Regions from separate parts of the Mus musculus genome. Here all the other regions are linked to region 2. The links are chromatin contacts, called in public Micro-C and promoter capture Hi-C maps. All regions are on one chromosome and are shown on one strand. Each heading gives the region's core, a stretch centred on a gene start, on an enhancer-like site or on the middle of the called end of the contact. The rest is flanking DNA. Distances are from core to core; before and after follow the strand shown.

The links. Promoter capture Hi-C pulls out the DNA fragments that hold promoters and counts their contacts. A called contact is a pair of places that touch in the nucleus more often than the background predicts.
Region 1: a promoter capture Hi-C map of stem cell-derived epiblast-like cells shows a contact between it and region 2, with 3 times the contacts expected there. The contact joins the promoter of Dlc1 here to the promoter of Prag1 in region 2. A contact is called at or near these places in 5 of 39 promoter capture datasets (the 3T3-L1 cell line, embryonic stem cells, hippocampal neurons and 2 more) and 1 of 115 datasets of contacts at active chromatin or transcription factors (microglia).
Region 3: a contact with region 2 is called in a Micro-C map of embryonic stem cells, with 2.7 times the contacts expected there. The contact joins the enhancer-like site here to the promoter of Prag1 in region 2. A contact is called at or near these places in 3 of 484 Hi-C or Micro-C datasets (all in embryonic stem cells), 1 of 115 datasets of contacts at active chromatin or transcription factors (extraembryonic endoderm stem cells) and 1 of 9 other capture datasets (embryonic stem cells).

Annotation. Positions count from the first base shown.
Region 1 is chr8:36,949,887-36,954,067 of GRCm38.p6, reverse strand. It overlaps Dlc1 (deleted in liver cancer 1), which reads left to right and starts at 1,626. Exons shown (of 18, transcript NM_001194940.2): 1 at 1,626-1,947.
Region 2 is chr8:36,093,073-36,096,825 of GRCm38.p6, reverse strand. It overlaps Prag1 (PEAK1 related kinase activating pseudokinase 1), which reads right to left and starts at 1,998. Exons shown (of 6, transcript NM_172911.3): 1 at 1,838-1,998.
Region 3 is chr8:36,617,287-36,621,092 of GRCm38.p6, reverse strand. All of the region lies in intron 5 of Dlc1 (deleted in liver cancer 1), which reads left to right. Among named protein-coding and RNA genes, the nearest start is that of Trmt9b, 160 kb to the right of the region's middle. Within about 2 kb of position 1,917, at least 9 of the 459 cell types and tissues checked have an H3K27ac peak or open chromatin away from gene starts, as enhancers often do. A contact at or near this core is called in embryonic stem cells, where this site is marked.

The DNA of each region.
Region 1 (4,181 bases), core at 377-2,876, 860 kb before region 2:
CTGTTTTTCCTATTTGACTTTTGTCTAAATTGTGTTTTCTGAGCTATGTCAGTTGTCCAGTGAAAAAAGATGCAGTAGCTCTAACATCATACTTGGTCAAGTTATCACCTACACGGTGTTGTCAAGGAAAAGTAAAAGATGGCCATTATGATACTGGAAGACCTGCATGCATTTGTAGAAATTAAGACCACCTGAGAATATATATAAACAATGAAAAACCACTTAGCGTTCAGATAAGAGGACAGCTGTTGAGACATGCAGGCTTAATTTCTCCTGCATCTCATTATGTGGTTTTATACTTATTTCTTACTTGGATATTGGAATTATTCTTAAATTTTATATTATTGACAAGCTAAAATTGTACAACCCTCACACAGAGTCAATAATTAGATTCATCGAATTCCTAATCATTTTTTAAAGGACTAGTTAAGTCACCTAGAGCTATAGAATGAACTCTTTTAATGTAACTAAAATGAAAGGGAACGATTACTGAGTAGTTTCAACCAAATAAGATAAATGGACAGATGTTGTTTCCCGTTTCTCTGGTGTAAACAAGGAAGCTATCCCACTGGCCTGGCCACAAACCTACATGTCCCAAGGCCACTGTCCGTCTTACCCTTGCACTTTCCCTGAGGGAGAACTCTGGGTCATAAAAGAGACTCTGTATGAATTCTTTCCAGAAATGATTTGAGCTCTGCATTTGTGACATCTTATTATAAGACAAGCTAACATCTATTATTAATTGATGCACTAATTAAAGCCATATTCGCAGTTTCCATTAGCTTATTCCCTAAATTCTCCAGAGTTGGCTGTCTGGTTTTAATCAAAACCAAATGGTAGTCCTAGCTCCCAGGCCGGAGCAGCTAGGAGGAAGTCACGCAGTGGAGGCACAAAAGCAGAAAAGATAAACAGATGAGAGTTCACAAGCTGTCTGGGGAAGGAGGCATACACTCTGCTAGCCACTTTAGAGATGTGATTGAGAGACTCGGCCATGCTGGAGGAAGCATCGCAAGTGTTTTATGTCAGCAGGACTTCTAACTTGATCAAGATGGAGTCTGCCTTCTCCAGCCTTTCCAGCCTTTGCAGCCGTGGTTGTCTGTAACTGGAGGATCCCTTACTGGAGGTAAGGAGGCTTCACGTGCTGTAACACAAACCACTGTGTTCTGTTCAGAATTCTGGGGATGAGAGAGAGAGAAGAAAATTCTCTGTTTCCTCGATTCTCGGAATTTTACTTACAGATTTTTTTTCCTTCCCCAAGTCCAGGATTTAAATTTTGAAGTTATTTTTTAAGGTTCTAAACTTTAGAAGAATTACGGTATTAAAAGGCTCAGACTTCATCTGTCTTAGAAAACTTTTGAAATGAGAATTAGGAGAAGTGTTCTCCATTTAACACAGTAGAAAGTAACACTGTGCAGAGGGGAGAGCTGCACTCTCTTCCTTCCTTGTTTTCCACGAGCCCTGTGGGATAGGAAGGACTCTAGGACTTTCTGACGCTAACTAATCATCTCAAGAGCTTTGACAAACTCACTTTGGTTCTGTGTAAAATCAGAGCTTCAACGCCCAGGCGGCTCTGCTCAGCCCCTCCCCTCCGGCTTCGTGCAGGCTTTCTCACATGCAAACTTCTCGGAGGCAGGAAATACTTTGCAGGCAATCTGGGCCTGCTGGTGGAGGCCCCTCTCTCGCAAAACATCAGTCTGCATTTAGAGGACAGAAGTCACTAGGAACGCCTTGACAGGATCCGGCGTTAGCTGAGGCTCTCTCCAGCTGCAGAGGGGGTTTTTTGTTAGAATCACACACTGCGTTAAGGAGAACTGCTCAGAATAGAGCCGTGACCTCAGCCAGCAATGTGAACTTAGATTTTTTGGAGCCGCTAACCGGGACAGACTCCTCTCCTAGCCTGGCTGGAATAGCATCATGCCTTGGCGGTAACAGCAACTCCTGGTCCAGGTAAGAGGCTGCTGCTGCGACTGTCATGTAGGAGACAGAGCTGGAAAACCTTGCCATCTTCAGCCAGCTGTTGACTGCTTTCAGAGCTGAGCCCTGAAAAGCAGAAGGGGGAAAACTGTGTAGTCAGTAGACAGCGGGGAGTCAAAATCTTTTGAGCAAAATGTCATTTCTAAAATATGTTCCACGTAGCTCGAGTCTCTTTCCCCATGCAGAAATGTTTTCTTCTGATTTCTTTTTATTCTTAACTTACTGACCAATCCATCTGTAACGCGCCGCTGCTGATAGGTGTAGCATATCTGGGGGCCAATGAATCTTCTCAGATTGAAGTGTGAAACTTTAGAAACTCCTTTCTCCTCTCTGTTTTCCCAACAAAAAGAGGACATAACATTATAACGTTTTTTCTTAGTAATGTGCTTTCAAACAATAATCAGCGTCTTACTGAAAACTCTGAAAATCAAATTCTCTAGTATTTCCAGCTAGTTTCAGTCACTTACCCTGTTACTAACACACAACGTAAATTGTTATTTTAAGAGAAGTAATGACATACAAGTTTACAGGTTATTTCTGTCTCTGCACATTTAATTTCAGTTTGGGAACATAAGTGTCAGAATCGGGTTTTGTTAACATTAAACTTGGATTCGCCGCTCAGATCTCATGTTGTATGAACACTCCGTGTTGCTGAAGCAAATCTGTACAATCACATCAGTCATGGGAGAATCTAGCTGACCATTCATTCGTATTTTCTGTCATCGTCAAGTCAAATAGTCACCATGCTTCAGCCTTCTAAATTGTCTTAATGGTTAAATGTGTGGTCCCGGAGTAAATAAATGTAGCAATGGCTGATATAACCCAGAGTTACAATAACAAAGATGATGTTATATTTAGAAGGAAATTATTTTTGGAAAATTGTATGGAATAGTATGCAAAGATATTATGCCTATCTCCAAATCTGTGAACCAAACACAAAATGCAGTAAGTGAAGGATGGATAACAGGTTTGCCAGTAGGATCATAAGAAACCAATAAGGATGTTAATCATAAACTTCTATAAAGGACAAGATGACCATTTGGTGTGTTAGCTAATAGAATTTTTAATTTCTAGCCTAGAGTGATTTATATTGATGCTTTGATGTTGTTGCTAACAATTTAAACTTTGTTAAGCTTTTAAAAATGAGAAAAAGCAGATTTTACTATGTAGGAAGTGAAATTCTGTGGCTTTAGGAGAGCAATTGCCTACTATGTGCAATATAGTCTGAAATATTTTACAAAACGACCAAGTAGAATTTTCCTTTCAGGGAAAGAAAGAGCATTAAAATATCACTCTCTGGTGTTGTCAGGGATCACCAATGAGGAAGCTAAAGAATAGCATTCAAAAGTGTACTGTCCAAGGTCACACAGCTGGCTAGGACACTAGATGACAAGGGAACCATAGTCCCCTGCCTCATGTGTTATGGGCTTTGTACCACAGACCTTACTCTCAAACAATAACTATGCACAACAAAGTATCATTGTGTCCACCTACAGGAGGCCAACTTTCAAAAAGGAAATTAGAATTCTCCTTCTCTGAAAAGAAAATCAACCTTTCTGATTAACACCGTTTTCTCAATGGCTAAGATTTCTTAAAAGGATTCATTAGGCTCTCATCTCAGACTTTAAAGTAGTTGCTTTTTTTTTTTAATGACTATTTTGCTAAATCTTATTCTCATGTCAAGCCAGCCAACCTATATGCTATAATGAGTCATTTAAATAACTCATTTAAAACCAGTGTGTCTTTCAAGAAAATGACCTAATGAGGAACTTGCCCCTTTCATAACCTTATACTCAACTGGCACAGTAAAAACGTTATCCCTACCAATGACCTTCAGGTGTAATTTTAAGACCCTCACTTATAATTGCCTCAAGACTCTCAACAATCTCTCTATTATCTCAGTTAGATATTTCTGCCCCCTATTTCCAATTCTAAGAGCCAAGAGGCTCCATAAGAAAATGCAAGTGTGTGCATTCTACATTTTTTTCCACCTTTAGTCCACACATATACTCTATGGTCTCAATAATATTCTCTAGTACAGTGGTTCTCAACCTTCCTAATGCTGGGACCCTTTAAGAGTTTCTCATGTTGTGATGACTCCCAGCCATAAAATTAATTTGTTTCTACTTCATAACTGTAATTTTGCCACAGTTATAACTACTAATACAAATATCTAATATGAAAGAGATTTGGAAATAGGCATACTA
Region 2 (3,753 bases), core at 749-3,248:
ACTGCCCAGAAACACAGAGTATCTTTAAGAGAAGTCGCTGAATATGAGTAACAAAGGAAACCCCGGGCTGCCCACTGTCACTGACTCATTGTGTCCTGTTAAAACTGGCTCCTTAGGCTCTGCAAACAGACATTCCCAGCTTGTCTTTGGAGCTAGAGCAGCCCTTCTAGGCCTGGAACTGTCTCCTGTTTGCTTTCAGGGAAAAGATGATGAACTATGCAAATGACTCTCAGAGCAGGAGTAGAGAGAGCCCTGGGTAGTGCCAGCTCTGCACAGCCTGGGAATGGCACCTTCTCACATGCCTACCTCAGAGGGTAGGTGCAGAATTATGCAAATGATCCCATTTCTCAGTGAGAGGCTGCAAGTGTAAGATCAGGAAAAGATCCGCAGCCTTCTTTGTGATCCAAGTCACAATAACAGAGCTTTGCCTCTGCAAACTTCGGGGCGCTACGATTTACAAGGCTGAGCTGTCAGATACACTCCCACCCCCATCTCAAAAAGAATCCGAAGAATCAGGGTGGCCAGATCCTAAGTATTCAGGTCAAAACCCCTCTTATTTGCACCCAAATTTGCTCATGCCTTACTTGATAGAATTCCACAATTTTCCATCTAAATAATATTGCTTCTTGTATTTTACAAAAAAAAAATAATAATGCAACCCCCCAAAGGTATAGTATGTATGGAAAGTATATAGATTAATGCATTATATTCCATTAGCCAGCGTGGTCTAGGGAGAAAGCAGGACATGACTACCCTAACACCCCACCTCACCCCAGCCCCAGCACTGAGGGTATATAATGGTATCTACATATCTTTTTATTTTCTACTTTCTGAGCAATCATAGTAGGAGGAGTGTGGACTTGAAGCCTGCAGTCTGATCCAATAAGGGGAGCAAAGTTCTGAGGGACCCTAGGAAAGCCAACTTGCTTTCTCTGGGGCCTCCTGTCAAATCTCCTCAGAAGGGGCTGTAAGGTAGAGTTGAGAACTGTGATCAGTTAAGCCTTTCCAACCTGAGTCTGAACTGAATCCGTTGCAAAACTCCTCAGCCTTAGACCTTTGGGCTCTACAATAGGCTCTGCAAAACCATGGTTGAGCTTTACCTGGGAGAACAGACACAGTGAGCGAGCGCTGTGGGCTGAGAATTGCTCAGCCGCCTCCATTCGCATTCCCAGGACTCACACACAAGCAGAGATTCTATTTTCCAAGGGTAAGCGTGCTTGCGTGTGCATGTGGGTGCATGTGGGTGTGTGCGCCCGGCTGCAGAGGGGACATCACAAGCAAAGGTTGGGAGCTAGCTCCAGGTATGGAATGATCACCAAGGTTCATCAAACAGATAGCACCTTCCTTCAGAGATCAGCTGCAGCCTAAAGGTGGCTTCCCTGGACCCCCAATTCGTCACCTCCGGGTCTGGCCGGAGCAGCCCGAACGGCCTCTGCCCCTCTGCTCCTTTGACAATACTCACTGCAAAAGGAGCAGTTCCCAACACACAAAACAGAGCAGCCAGACCAGCAAGACCAGTAAAACCATTACAGCAGTCGATCACCCTTCCCGGAACTCCAAGGAAAAGTTTCCCAGTTTCAAAGCGAGCGTTTCTCAAAAGAATTGAAAATACCCCTCCGACTCCCCAGCTTTCCCGTCTCGGAACCTGCACCGAGGGCACAACCCTGAGCACGAGGTCCGGACTCTCCACGCGCTCCGGATCGGTAGCCTGTCACCCCTGGGGACGCCAGCAGGGGCTGGCCCGCCGGGCCACCGCAGCGACTCTGCGAAAGCCCCTGGGCCGCCACGTTCGTCAGACAAAAAGCGGCGGGATCTGGAGAGAGAGTGGTGGGCTCACCTGGGGTCTGCGGTCTCGCAGCCTCGCCGTCGGTGACCCAGCAGTCCGTTGCCCCGCCGGACGCCTCGGAGCATTGTCTTTAGCGTGTCTGCGCGGAGTGCTTGCCCAGCCGCGGGCGGCTGACTTCTGCCTGGGCCCGGCGGCCGGGTGGCAGCTGCGATCGCGGCTCCGCCCCCTCCGCCTCGGGTGACGCCGCCCGCTCCGCTCCCGCCGCACCCCCGCAGTCCTTGCCGCTGCCCCGCGTCTCCACCGGGCCTGCGCGTCCCGCCACTCTGCTCGTCCCCAGTCCAGGAGGGCGGGCGATCGCCCCTGCCCAGGTCCCTAGGAACTCCGCACCGCGCCCCGCCCCCTCGCTCGCCACAGCGAGGCTCCGCCCCCAGCCCGAGCCTTGGCGCCCCTAGACCTGGAGCTGAGCCCCCCAGAGCGTCCCCAGCTCAATCCCAGCTCAGCGCAGTTCTGCTTGGAAGATCTCTGGTGCTCCCAGCTTTCCTTAACCACAATGCACAGATAGGTGTGTCTGTCGGAGTAAATGCATTCTCATCCCTCCACCCAGCCGACCCTAGGAGACCCTGGTAGGGAGGGAGCAAAAGAACGAAACATGGAAGAGAGGGGATCCGGAGTACAATAATAAGATCTAGGGCGGTGGGCTCTGAAAGAGGCGTGAGCGCCTTCACTGCCACGTACTGTTATCCTAGGAGAACCACAAGCCGGCTGGAGCAGGGCTGGCTGAGAGATTTCAGGTCCTGCTCAGCTCCTCATGTCCAGGCCTCTAGCAAATGGCTCAGCACATCTCTTTGAACTTTAGTGTTTTAACAGTGGAATGCAAATGTTGGCCTGGAGGACCGGCCTTCAATCATGCTGGGGCACCCAGGTCCTCCACCTGTGTTTACACCGCTTCCAGTGCGTGAGTCACTGGCTGAGATACAAGGAGTTCAAGATATTGTTCCTCGGGCGAAAAATCTTTTTTAACTCTCAGGAGAGGGCCAGCCAGTCGCCTCCCTTCCTCCAGCTGCCTGAGTAGGACAGACTTGCACCTTGCCCTGGGTGTTCCCTAAGAAGCCAGGCACTGAAGTTACTGCTCAGGGCCAAGCCTGAGTGAAAACGGAATCCTCCCCCGCACCCCCCCCTCAACACATCTGGTTGCTTCCCTTTGCTTTACAGAGGCAGCGCGGTGTTACATCCTTAATCAGGATGATTCCACGGAGAGAAGGAAGGCACCACTCAGACCCTCCCCCTCTTCGCCTTTATGTGGTGTTAACACTGGCAGCGCTATATAGAATATGAAAGAGGAAGAAGACATGTTTTGGATATGTGTGGCTTCTATGTAAGGAGTGCAAAGGGACCATAAGGAGAATTTACTTATCATTCAATGTCCCTCATTACCCATTTAAGTACGGAAAGACTGATAGGAAGGTGAATAGGAGTCGTACTAACATTCATGAAGAACCTACTACGTGCCAGGCAACGTCACAGGGCAGGGTTAGCACATTTGACACAGCATAACACAGGTCCAGAAGGGTCCTATCCTTTGCCAGGGCTCCTCAGGTGAAAAGTGGTAGTGTTGAGATGGGAACCAAGAGCTGCCTGATTCCACCGAGAGTCCACCACATTGCCCTACCAGTCAATCATTTCAACAAGTACATAAGGAAAACTCTGGTGGAACGGCGCCAGCAGCATTACATTCTCCTGAGGGGTCCAGTCTACTTATGAAGACACCAGAGGGGAAAGTGCCAACAAGCAGACAGGTACAAAATGGTTTGCACTGGACAAACACAATCCGGACCCAAGAGGGGCTTTCAGTTCAGTGACACTGGGCCCTCTCATGGGGATTTTGGATCATTCATGGCTCTCAGCATTCAGCTCCCCACATCTTTCAGTCCTCTCCAGGGGGCATAGACACTTCCCAGGATAAATAA
Region 3 (3,806 bases), core at 668-3,167, 520 kb before region 2:
ATATAATAATAAATAAAACTTTAAAAAAAAAAAAAGTGGTTCTGGCCGAGTGACAGCAAAGTCATGCTTAAGCTACTGAAGCCTTTAGACGTGGTTATGCTGGCAAATTTTGTTATGTAAACTGAATGCAATACAAATGTGAACAAATTTAGCATTCAAAGAAATATAAAGAATGGCGAAGCATTTCTTTTTGCTTATCAGTACCTTAACTCAAATTATCATGCAAGGAGCAAGCACATTCAAACTCTGAAAAGAAAAAGAAAGAAAAAAGAAAGAAAGAGAGAGAGGGGGAGGGAGGGAGGGACGGAGGGAAGGAGGAAGGAAGTAAGTAAGGAAGGAAGGAAGGGAGGGAGGGAGGGAGGGAGGGAGAGAGAGAGAGAGAGAGAGAAAGAAAGAAAGAAAGAAAGAAAGAAAGAAAGAAAGAAAGAAAGAAAGAAAGAAAGAAAGAAAGAAAGAGAAAGAGAGAAAGAGAGAGAGAGAGAGAAAGAAAGAAAGAAAGAAAGAAAGAAAGAAAGAAAGAAAGAAAGAAAGAAAGAAAGAAAGAAAGAAAGAAAGAAAGAAAGAAAGAAAGAAAGGAAGGAAGGATTCTGGAAGACAATGTAGAAAGACAGATAATACGAGATAGGTAGATAGGTAGGTAGTAGGTGATAGGTAGATAAACAATAGATAAATGATATACAGATGATAGATAAATAGATAGGTAGGTAGATAGATAGATAGATAGATAGATAGATAGATAGATAGATAGATAGATATCAAATGCCACAGTATCATTTGCCCACATAATTCAAAGTAAGTAAATTTACTTATAAAATTATTATCTTTGCTCTTAATTAAATTTGTATTATTTAAGAATGCCTATTCAAGATAAGAGTGAAAAACTAAAAAGCTCAGCCTTGCTTAACTGCTTGCTAGGCCCATTAGATGATATAATGTAACTACACAGAGCCGACTCATCAGCTTTGTTAAGTGAATTAAATACCACACAATAGGGGCTGGGCGTGTAGCTCAGCTGTACCTAGGATATATACAGCTGGGGTCTGATCCACAGCACCGCCTGAAGCCTGGCATGGTGGCTCATGCCTGTCATCTCATTACTTGGAACATGAGGGCTGGAAAGTAAGGAATCCAAAGACATCCTTTGCTACATACTGAGTTCAAGGACAGCCTGAGCTACACGAGCTCCAGTCTTAATAAATAAGTACACATTTGCATAATGAAACAAAATATATGCTATTATGTCAATTTTGTGTGCCTGGGAGCCTGGCATGTATAATATATATCAGTTATCTTATGTTCCTGAGTTATCAAGCTTCACTTTTTCCATTTACATATTCCATATTTTCTTAACTCTTCACAATGAACCTTTTAACCTGTATTAAATCACAGAGATAAAATACCACTTGCTTCTAAAATAACATAGCCCATCCCCAGCATTTAAAGAATTGTGTGTGACAAGCTAAAAAAGGATTATAATCAGAGCACGCTAATAGAATAGACCATCCAAGCCTACAGTTAACTTGGTTAATTCAGTGGGAGAGGCAGCCTAGTTGCTCACATGGAGTTAAAAAAAAAATTGCAATTTTTGTTTGCCGTGTTCTTGATTTTTGTGTTGCCAGAGGCCACATGAAAGAACCACATTCATCTTGGCAGAGATCAAGTGAAATTGGGGTGCGGCCGAGGCGTGCGCCTGAGTGTCACTGTTGGGTTCTCATCTCTGCCATTTCTAGCAGTGAGGCCTTAGGCTAAGCCCCAACTGAGCCTTCGGATAAACTAGACTTTCAAATAAATTCTACTGTAAATATGCTAAGTATCCCGGGAAAGCCTACTCATTGAAGTATTAGATCCACATCAAGAACTCAGTGCGCCCAGACTTTCCGCAGAGTGAGCATCCCGTGATTCCATTCAAGGGCGTGGGGCAATGGGAGCCCAAGTTCAGGGGCCATCTTACTCAAGGCGGTGAGACTGTGCTCCACCCCCTACCCCCCTTTGTTTCACTTGAAAAGAAGGCAAAGATACAGCTCACCTGTAGGGTATTGGTCAGGCTTATCCAGGCTCAATCTCTACTATCTCGGTGAGAAAAAAAGAAGAGAATAAGAAGATAGAAAAAGAAAGAATTCCACTGATCTCTGCAAGTTTGTCTGTCCCTACTTCACCCCCCAAGAAACTTCTCCAGATCCCCTCTTGACGCTCACCTTTATTTTACATTACCTTTGTCTGGCTTTAATAAAAACATGTTTGGATGACAGATGTCACATCCTAGGCTGATTCATACTTTGGTTTAAATGGCTACCCAAAAAGAGAATATTTCTATCATTTGTACAAGAACAGAGTCTCTCTGTACCCCTCATAATGTAAAGATGTTTCCAGAAGAATAAATTGGCCTTCCCCCCTATTCTGAATGTGAATTGTCTAAAAGTTATAATAACGGATCTAGCTGAACAGGGCAGCTACTTGTGGTAAATCTTTAAAAGTATAAACCTTTTAGCGCTTTTGTTTTGAAAGCATCTTAAAAAGTGAAATATCAGTTAGGGGAAGGAATCAGGAAGATCCCAAATTGGGGGTCACTAGAGCTAAAAAATAAATAAATAAATAAATAAATATTTCAGGACATCCATTGGGTTTCCAATTGAATTATGCCCCTTTAATTGAAAACCGCTAACATTATTTTCAATATTTTCCCTTTGTCATATTTCCTTTGAGCATTACAAATCAAAATTATTCTCCAGTCATTTCACAATGTTCCATTGAGCACAAATTGCATTACAACATTTTCCAAGCACAGAGGAGACCGCTGGTCCTAAGGGAGGCAAAGAAATTTCCAGAGATTATTTGGCTTCTATCACTAGACCAGAGGTTTAAACTAATTGCCCCAGGGATAAATGAAGCCCAAAGTTGAAATTGTTGTGGATAGCTTCAGATTTTTATTTTTATTTTTAAAATTCGTTTCTAGCATCTAAATGGTGGAAGCCTTGGCACTAACATACATAAACGGGAAAGGTGGTGTAGCTCAGCGGTGGAGAGCTTTCCTGGCATGCAGAAGCGGTTGGTTTGATTATCAGCATAGCAAAGAAGGCAAAGGAAAGGGAGACTGTGGGGAGGACAGAGCTTTTGACATTTTACCCAGTGCACTGGGGTTGTTCTGATAGCACATGCCAAACAGCGAGTACTGGACCAGCAGCCTTCTTCTCTCTGCCCTCCCCCTGCCCTCTCTTCTCTTAAGAATTATTTTGGCCAGGATTTAATGATGCATGTTATTAAAATACGGGGGAGGGGAGATATGTGGCAGTGTCCTCTGCAAACAGAGGCGTTAGACCTCCAGGAGGTGGGTTTACAGGTAGTTATGACCTGCCCTGCGTGGGTGCTAGGAACTCAGTTCAGGCTTTCTGTAAGAGCAGTGTGTGCTCTTAAAGGGCAAGATGTCTGTCTAGCTCCTGGCAGCTCTCCTCTCAGAGGGGCTCTGGGCAGCCCAGCTTGCACTGTCTCACTGAGGATTCCCTCAGTGGCTAGCATCACACAGGTGAGCCTTTCAGGTTGTGTTCCGTTTCTATCATGCAGTGGTGGGATGAAACCCAAGGGATGTCCTTGGACAACGTCAGTAATAGCTAAGTTCAATCATTAAGATAGAGCAGGAACCCATTATCATAGAGAATAGCTCTTCTAGTCTGCTACGCATTAGAGGAGCTAGCTATGAGGTTTTTTTTTCCTTAGTAATCCCACAGTCCTTAGGAAACAACCCTATATAGAGATTGCTGGATGCTGCTGTGGGTAGTCTCTGAGTAGATGATACTTGCCTCAGAGGTGAA